Regions from separate parts of the Triticum aestivum genome. Here region 2 is linked to region 1. The links are chromatin contacts, called in public Hi-C maps. All regions are on one chromosome and are shown on one strand. Each heading gives the region's core, a stretch centred on a gene start, on an enhancer-like site or on the middle of the called end of the contact. The rest is flanking DNA. Distances are from core to core; before and after follow the strand shown.

Region 1 (4,333 bases), core at 694-3,193:
ATGGCTGGCTGAGCATACCCCACACCGCGCTCATTTTTTCTTTGTTCACAACGACAGGGAGGAAACCACTTTGCGCCATTGTCCATCAACGCATAGGCTTGCCGTGTACCGAAGTTCGTTGTCCCGGCCATGGCGCCTAGGCAGGACGGAGGAGGGCGCTGACGTAGCTGTGGTCGCCAAGTGTTGGTTCCATGTATGTACGTGAGGAGAGCATGGCCGCGATGAGAGCGAGCAGGCGATGCCGATTCTCTGCTATTACTACAAAATGGGATGGCATCTTGGCCCATCAACAATCCCGTTTCAACGGTGGGATTTAATTATAGCGCCAAGCAGTATAGGGTACCATAAAAGAGCTCTACGAGAGCTTTTTTAGGGTACCCTGCAGTGATTAAAGACCGTCCATCCGCGAAATCAAACGGCCATGACGGATCTGTGCTGCTGTGATCAGGCCAACAACATGGCGAGCAGTATTAGTAGCACCGATCGTTCTCGACCACCCAGTATACATGTTTCGAGGGCATTCTAGGACTTCTACGATTCACCTCAAACCGCCACCCCGCTCGTTGTTCTCGTCCGCCGACTCTGGTAGAGTTCCGGTGGTGACTGTCGTGCCTCCTCTTTCTTCTCCAGCCCGCCTTCCCTCACTCAGCAAGCCCGAGTCTCGTTCCTTCGCCGTGCATGGATCCGGCGCTCGGCAGCATGGCGTAGGCCTCGGCCCAGACCGTGCTCTTCTTCTCCAATAGGTCCGACAGCCATGAGGCGTTGGCTTCCGCCCCTCCCATGGCTGGCTGAGCATACCCCACACCGCGCTCGTTTTGTCTTTGTTCACAACGACAGGGAGGAAACCACTTTGCGCCGTTGTCCATCAACGCATAGGCTTGCCGTGTACCGAAGTTCGTTGTCCCGGCCATGGCGCCTAGGCAGGACGGAGGAGGGCGCTGACGTAGCTGTGGTCGCCAAGTGTTGGTTCCATGTATGTACGTGAGGAGAGCATGGCCGCGATGAGAGCGAGCAGGCGATGCCGATTCTCTGCTATTACTACGAAATGGGATGGCATCTTGGCCCATCAACAATCCCGTTTCAACGATGGGATTTAATTATACTGGTCCCCTCGCGCCAAGCAGTATAGGGTACCATAAAAGAGCTTTACGAGAGCTTTTTTAGGGTACCCTGCAGTGATTAAAGACCGTCCATCCGCGAAATCAAACGGCCATGACGGATCTGTGCTGCTGTGATCAGGCCAACAACATGGCGAGCAGTATTAGTAGCGCCGGTCGTTCTCGACCACCCAGTATACATGTTCCGAGGGCATTCTGGGACTTCTACGATTCACCTCAAACCGCCACCCCGCCCGTTGTTCTCGTCCGCCAACTCTGGTAGAGTTCCGGTGGTGACTGCCGTGCCTCCTCTTTCTTCTCCAGCCCGCCTTCCCTCACTCAGCAAGCCCGAGTCTCGTTCCTTCGCCGTGCATGGATCCGGCGCTCGGCAGCATGGCGTAGGCCTCGGCCCAGACCGTGCTCTTCTTCTCCAATAGGTCCGACAGCCATGAGGCGTTGGCTTCCGCCCCTCCCATGGCTGGCTGAGCATACCCCACACCGCGCTCGTTTTGTCTTTGTTCACAACGACAGGGAGGAAACCACTTTGCGCCGTTGTCCATCAACGCATAGGCTTGCCGTGTACCGAAGTTCGTTGTCCCGGCCATGGCACCTAGGCAGGACGGAGGAGGGCGCTGACGTAGCTGTGGCCGCCAAGTGTTGGTTCCATGTATGTACGTGAGGAGAGCATGGCCGCGATGAGAGCGAGCAGGCGATGCCGATTCTCTGCTATTACTACAAAATGGAATGGCATCTTGGCCCATCAACAATCCCGTTTCAACGGTGAGATTTAATTATACTGGTCCCCTCGCGCCAAGCAGTATAGGGTACCATAAAAGAGCTCTTGTACGAGGTCTAGAATCTTGCGGGGCAGCTTCTCTTTGTTTCATTCTCTGCGTCCACTAGAATCTGGCCACACGCTCGCGTTAGCTAGCTCGTCACATGCCAATCGATTTATCGGTCCATCCCGTTTGCTCGGTGATGACGGCATCGGCTACGTAATTTATAAGGTAATTAAGTAGCTGAAGCTTGCAAGCGCTAGCCGCCGCCACCGCCCTTCTCCGACACGTAATTGCTGACGTGTGCTGCTGCGCCTGCACACCTCTCTCTCTCTATAGATGCACCATGCGCCCATGCCAGCCTCACTACTGAAAGCCGGAAGAAAAGAAACCCAGCTGCGTCACAACGACAGGTGAGCGCGCGCAGGTGCAGGCGAAGCTAGCGACGGCATGGCGGCGCACGTGCTGGTGTTCCCGTGCCCGGCGCAGGGCCACATCAACTGCATGCTCCACTTCGCCGCGGGGCTCCTCGACGCCGGCCTCCACGTCACCTTCCTTCACACCGACCACAACTGGCGGAGGCTAGGCCTTGCCGCCGTCAAGGCGGAGGCTGATTCGCCGCGGCTCCGGTTCCTGTCCGTCACCGACGGCCTCCCGGACGATAATCCCCGCACGGCGGGTGACCTCGTCGCGCTCGTGGAGTCCATGATGACGACGACGAGGGTCGCGTACCGTGCTCTGCTCACGTCCCTGCGCGCGGGCGCGCCCCGCGACGATGGCTTCCCTCCCGTGACCTGCGTCGTCGCTGACGGGATGCTCCCGTTCGCGATCGACGTCGCTGAGGAGCTCGGCGTCCCGGCGCTCGCCTTCCGAACGGCCAGCGCGTGCAGCTTCCTCGCTTACCTCTCCGTGCCCAAGCTCGTGGAGCTCGGCGAGGTTCCTGTCCCGGCAGGCGCCGACCTCGACGCGCCCGTCCGTGGCGTTCCGGGAATGGAGGGCTTCCTGCGGCGGCGCGATCTTCCAAGTTTTTGCCGCGGGCACGACGAGTCCGGCGACCTCCACCCCATGCTTCGGATAATCGCCGAATTCAGCGCACACAGCTGCAACGCGCGGGCGCTCATACTCAACACGACCGCGTCTCTGGAGCGGTCAGCGCTCGCGCACATCGCGCCGCACATGCGCGACGTCTTCGCCATTGGCCCTCTCCACGCCATGTTCCAGGAGCCGGCGGCCGGCGGCGCCTTGTGGCGGGAGGACGACGGCTGCACGGCGTGGCTCGACAGCCAGACGGACGGAACCGTCGTGTACGTGAGCTTGGGCAGCCTTGCCATCATTTCGGTCGAGGAGTTCACCGAGTTCCTGTCCGGGCTCGTCGGCGCCGGCCACCCCTTCCTTTGGGTGCTCAGGCCGGACATGGTCGGGGCGAGCCAGAATGCCGTCCTCCAGGACGCCATCAAGGCGGCCGGGAGAGGCAAGGCCCGCGTCGTGGAGTGGGCGCCGCAGCGGGACGTGCTGCGCCACCGGGCAGTGGGCTGCTTCCTGACGCATGCAGGGTGGAACTCCACGCTAGAGAGCGTCACCGAGGGCGTGCCGACGGTGTGCTGGCCCTTCTTCGTGGACCAGCAGACCAACAGCCGGTTCATGGGCGCCGTGTGGGGCACCGGGCTGGACATGAAGGACGTGTGCGAGAGAGCCGTCGTGGAACGGATGGTGAGGGAGGCCATGGAGTCCGTCGAGCTAAGGAGGTCGGCTCAAGCGCTGGCGCAGCAGGTGAGACGGGACATCGCCCAAGGGGGCTCGTCGGCCAATGAGTTCAAGCGGCTCGTCGGCTTCATTAATGAGCTCAGCATCAGCACGCGGTGCTCCACACCAAGTCCGGACAAAGAATGACGGCCAGCCGGCTGGCCGGCATTGGCACCTTGTTACTGGCATCATATCGTTGTTGCTGTGTGAGTCTTGCCAAAAGGCAACGAACATGACAATGCCGATTTGAGATGACATTTGTTGCTGCTAAATCCTTGTGATACCACATTGCACCGTGACAATTCGCTAGGATGTTCAATTGTCACATCTCGCTACCTTGGCTTACCAGTTACTCTCCGTTTTTATTTACTCCGCGTATTACTTTGATCAATATCAAACTTATAAAGTTTATAGATAGAAATATTAACATATATAATAATAAATCAAGATCATTAGATTTATTATTGAATACACTTTCACATCATATAGATTTACTATTGTAAATGTTCATATTTTTTTCTAGACAAAGGGAGTACTTGATTAACAATGACCGAACATCATTGGTGGAATCCGTCACCCCAATTCAGCTTCCTGTTCAGCCGAAGACCCTTCACCTCCCCCGCAAAAAAAAAAGAGACGACCCCTCATCGAACCACTATGGTAGTAGGCACAATCACAAGTGTGAAATCAGTCATATGTACACAAATCAAGCAACAC
Region 2 (4,333 bases), core at 695-3,194, 270 kb after region 1:
CCAAAGAGCTAATGTTTGAGTTCTGTACTTCAAATAAATTTTATGTAAGAACTATGTATTTTCATTATCAAGATTTGTTATTTACGCGTGATATTGGCGTGTATGATGAATGTGCATGAATTTGTATGTATTTAAGAGTCTGAATTTGAGATATGTGAATGCCAGACACGAGCCATGAGAGTTCATTCTGATGCGTGCCCGGGCGCGTCCGTGTACGTAGGGGCCGGATTGCTCTTACTCTAATTGGAATTTTACCACGGGTACGTGAGGAATGTATGTATACTCATTGCCATCCCGGCCTCTCCATTCATGGAAAACAAACGTAGGCCGGCACGCACGGCAAGGAGCAGGACTAAGAGCATCTCCAGCCGTTGTGTCCCCAGGAGGCGTTTTTTCGGCCTCCTGGAATGCATCGGCGGATATTTTGCATCTGGGACAAAAAAAATTCCAGCCGTCCCCCACCCGACCGACGAATGCACTGCGCACGAGCCCACGAGCTCGACCGCCGCCGCTCCGTCCTCGTGCCCCGCGTGCCCGGTGAGGAACCCGGCGAGCGTGGACGCGGGCGTGACTCGTGGGGTGACCATGGAGAAGACGACGCCCGCGCACGGCGGGGGGCGATGCTGCTTGCCGGTGAAGCCCGACAGCGGAGGCAACTTGAGGCCGGGGCAGCTTGCCGGTGACTCGCAAACTGGTGAAGGCGCGGACGCGCATGGATGGAGGTGAGGCCCGACGCTGCACACCGTCTCTCGCACCGTCTTGTAGTCGCACCCAGCGCCGCACACCGTCGCGTCCGCGGGGAGCCCCTTGGGCACGCCGAGCGCGTCCACGTCGCCCCCCGAGGCCGCGGGCGAAGGCCAGTACCTGTCACGCTCCATCTACGGTGGCGCCCAGACGAACGTGTCGTCGCCGTACCGCTTCAGCGCGGCGAGCATGGAGATGTAGTTGTTGTTGACGGTGATGGTGTCGTTGAGGTAGCCATGGTGTCGTAGATGGTCCGGGAGAAGTTGACGTACTTGTAGGCGGACCAGCAGTCGTAGAGGTGGAGGAGCGAGGCGGAGGCGGGCATGAGCCCGACGGCGAGGGCGGCGGCGCGAGGCGGTTCGAGGAGAGGGAGAGGGCAGTGAGGCAGTTGGTAGCGGCGGTGGTGAGGTTGACGTTCTTGGAGGAGGCGAGGACGGAGCGCGCGGTGGAGACGGACGGCGGGAGGCGAGGGCGAAGGGGAGGTGGAGGAGGAGGAGAAGGGCGAGGAGGCGAAGGGGAGGAGGCATTGCTGATGCTGGAATCCGGCGCCGACATGAGCTCTTCGAGCACGAGCGGCGGCCTCGCCGCCGCGCCGCCATGGCTCCCCATCTGGCCATGCGCGCTCCGCTCCGTGAGCCCCTCCCCGCCCTGGCCATGCGGGCTCCGCTCCGCAAGCCCCGGCCATGCTCTGCTCCGGCCGCGCGAGCGCGAGCCCCGCCCCGGCCATGCGTGCGCCGCCACGGCCGCGCAAGCCCCGCTCCGGCTGTGTGTGGTAGGTGGTGCCGTGGTGGAAGGAAGAGGAGAGGAGAGAGGAGAAAGAAAGGAGAGAAAGAAGAGGAGAGATGACAGAGAGGGGAGAAAGAGAGGCTGGCAAGTGGGCCGTTGCATACGAAAAAGAGATGCCGGCGTGCCCAGCTGCCTCCTAGGGGACTGGGTTTGGAATGGGCGTGCCGGCCGTAACTTTCGTCAAAACCGACGCAAAACTGGTTCCTGGGACCTTAAGTGGATCATTTTTTGCTTGCCGGCGTCTAAAAATGCGCCTGGGGAGGCTTGTTGAGGGCCTGGCCAGAGATGCTCTAAGGAACCCCCGTGCAGTTGGCATTGGGAAGCTCGAGGCACCTGCGACGTCTGTTCCGCCCCACTCCTCGGTCTTGCCTTTTTGTCCCTACTGCACAAGAGACCATCCTGTGGCTGCGAGATTGGCACGAGACGGCGTCTTCCGTCCGTTCCAGCAGGTCCACGTTCCGGTCTCCCTCCGGCTACCATGCGTTCCACCAGGTAATTTCCGGCCTCCCTCTTACCAGTACCATCGACCATGGTCCATGGCTGGCCGGCCCCTCGTTGGCCGGGCATATATGTATGTATGTATGCGTGTGTTCTTCCCTGACCCTCCACCATCTCTTCCTCCTCACGCTCGCTCCCTGCCGTGGATTCCATGGGGAGCGGAAGCAAGCTCCGTCTCTGGTGCTCGGCGTTCGCCTGCGCGCTGGCGTTCCTCGGGGCGCACGGGGACGACGACCATCTCGTCGACATTACCTACGTCGAGAGCGCCGTGGCCAAGGGAGCAGGTCAGTCTCACCATCGCTGCGCTTCTCGGCATCTCACTTATCCTAGTCTGACGTGTGATCTTGTGAATCGTGCTGCTAGTATGTCTGGACGGGAGCCCCCCGGCGTACCATCTCGACCCGGGCTCCGGCTCCGGGGTGAACAGCTGGTTGGTTCATTTCGAGGTCAGTCAAATTCACTCATCGCCATGGCACTTACTACAGAATTCTGTGCATGCCAAGAAAAATGTGCTGAGCTCGATTCCATGGTGGCGGCAGGGAGGGGCGTGGTGCAACAATGCGATGACCTGCCTGCAACGGTCGCGCACCCCGTTGGGGTCGTCCAAGGAGATGGCCAAGCGGGTTGCTTTCACCGGGATCTTGAGCAACGCGTCGGGTTACAACCCAGGTATACTTCAGTTTCACCACCTGGTCATCCAATCATGTTTATGCTTTTCTTTTTAGTTGGAATTTATGTGCTCAATAATGAGTGCGCAATTTGTCAAAAACAGACTTCTACAACTGGAACAAGGTCAAGGTTCGGTACTGCGACGGCTCGTCTTTCACCGGCGACAAGGAAGAAGTTGATCCTGTGAGCGCATATACTTCATGTTTGCTGCTACCGGCATTAGTACCAGTATGCGTAAAGTCTTTGCTTTATTTTTGCAATCTGAAAATCATTTGGGTGTGTGCATCCTTAGTGTCACTACTTGGTATTGTGCTGTTGGAAAGGCTGGGTACACTTATACTCTTATATCTTCTTGATATATTACCCTTTACCGATTTTTGTAAATATGGACAGAGCACAGAGCTACACTACAGAGGTGCGAGGGTGTGGCAAGCAGTTATAGAAGATCTGCTCGCGAAAGGAATGAACAAAGCTGAAAATGTATGCATTCTTATCAGCACAATATATGCCTGGCATTGGCATGTGACCAAAGAAAATGTAGCAGGCTCTAATTTCCTCCTTTTCCAAGGACGTGGCAGGCTCTGATTTCGGGATGTTCTGCTGGTGGGCTAACTTCGATACTGCACTGCGACAGATTTCATCAGCTCCTGCCAGTGGATGCCAATGTTAAATGCCTTTCAGATGCTGGTTTCTTCATCAACGTGTAAGGCAGAAGAACAAAAGCATGCTACTATCTGTTTTTGCCACTTTGTAGATATTACTAGGCATTGCAATATACTCCCTCTGTTTTTAAATATTTGTTTTTCTAGAGATTTCAACAAGTGACCACATACGAAGCAAAATGTGTGAATCTACACTCTAAAATATGTATATATACATCCGTATGTAGTAGTCCATATGAAATCTCTAAAAAGACAAATACTCCTTCCGTCCCAATTTTTTTGTATACATCCGTATCTAGACAAATCTAAACAAGAATTTTGAGACGGAGGGAGTATTTGGGAATGGAGGGAGTACTCCCTCCGTTTTTATTTAGCTCACATATTAGCTTTGGTCAAAATCAAGCTTTACAAACTTTGACCAAGTTTATAAACAAAAATATTAAGATATACAATAACAAATCAACAATATTAAATTTATTATTGAATGTACTTTCACATCGTATAGATTTATTATGATAAATGTTTATATTGTTTTTTATAAATTTGGTCAAACTTAATGAAGTTTGACTTCAGTCGACTCTAACATGCAGAGCAAACAAAAATAGAGGGAGTACTATATAGAGAGAGAAGAAAGCGTGTTGCCTTTGTGAATGATTAGTTCCTCGTTTAACACTTGTTATCTCTGCTGTTACAGGAAGGACATTACTGGAGCCAACCACGCCGAGGCATTTTTTAGTGATGTGGTCACAACACATGTATGCACGTTTGACGTTCTCTCTACTATGCCATTCTCCGTAAAAAAAAAAAGACCTCTAATTTGCGTTCAATCTCAGATTTGCTCCTAATTTTAAAGTCTGCTCAAATTTGCCCCTCCACTGTTAAGTGCCTTTATAGAAATGCCCTTCTGCGCCGTTATCGTCTGGTCAAAGATAAGCAGGTCCTGAAAAAAATAGCAAAAAAAATCTTAAAAATCT

Evidence for each region. A called contact is a pair of places that touch in the nucleus more often than the background predicts.
Region 2: a Hi-C map of leaf shows a contact between it and region 1, with 4 times the contacts expected there. The contact joins the promoter of LOC123137900 here to the promoter of LOC123137896 in region 1. A contact is called at or near these places in 3 of 5 Hi-C or Micro-C datasets (all in leaf).

The regions. Positions count from the first base shown.
Region 1 is chr6B:542,353,716-542,358,048 of IWGSC CS RefSeq v2.1, forward strand. LOC123137896 (myricetin 3-O-rhamnoside 1,2-glucosyltransferase UGT709G2) reads left to right here and starts at 1,944. Exons shown (of 1, transcript XM_044557759.1): 1 at 1,944-3,986. The coding sequence starts at 2,324. The coding sequence ends at 3,763.
Region 2 is chr6B:542,626,427-542,630,759 of IWGSC CS RefSeq v2.1, forward strand. It overlaps LOC123137900 (pectin acetylesterase 8), which reads left to right and starts at 1,945. Exons shown (of 12, transcript XM_044557784.1): 1 at 1,945-2,312; 2 at 2,392-2,474; 3 at 2,568-2,697; 4 at 2,801-2,925; 5 at 3,091-3,177; 6 at 3,276-3,400; 7 at 4,054-4,114. The coding sequence starts at 2,180.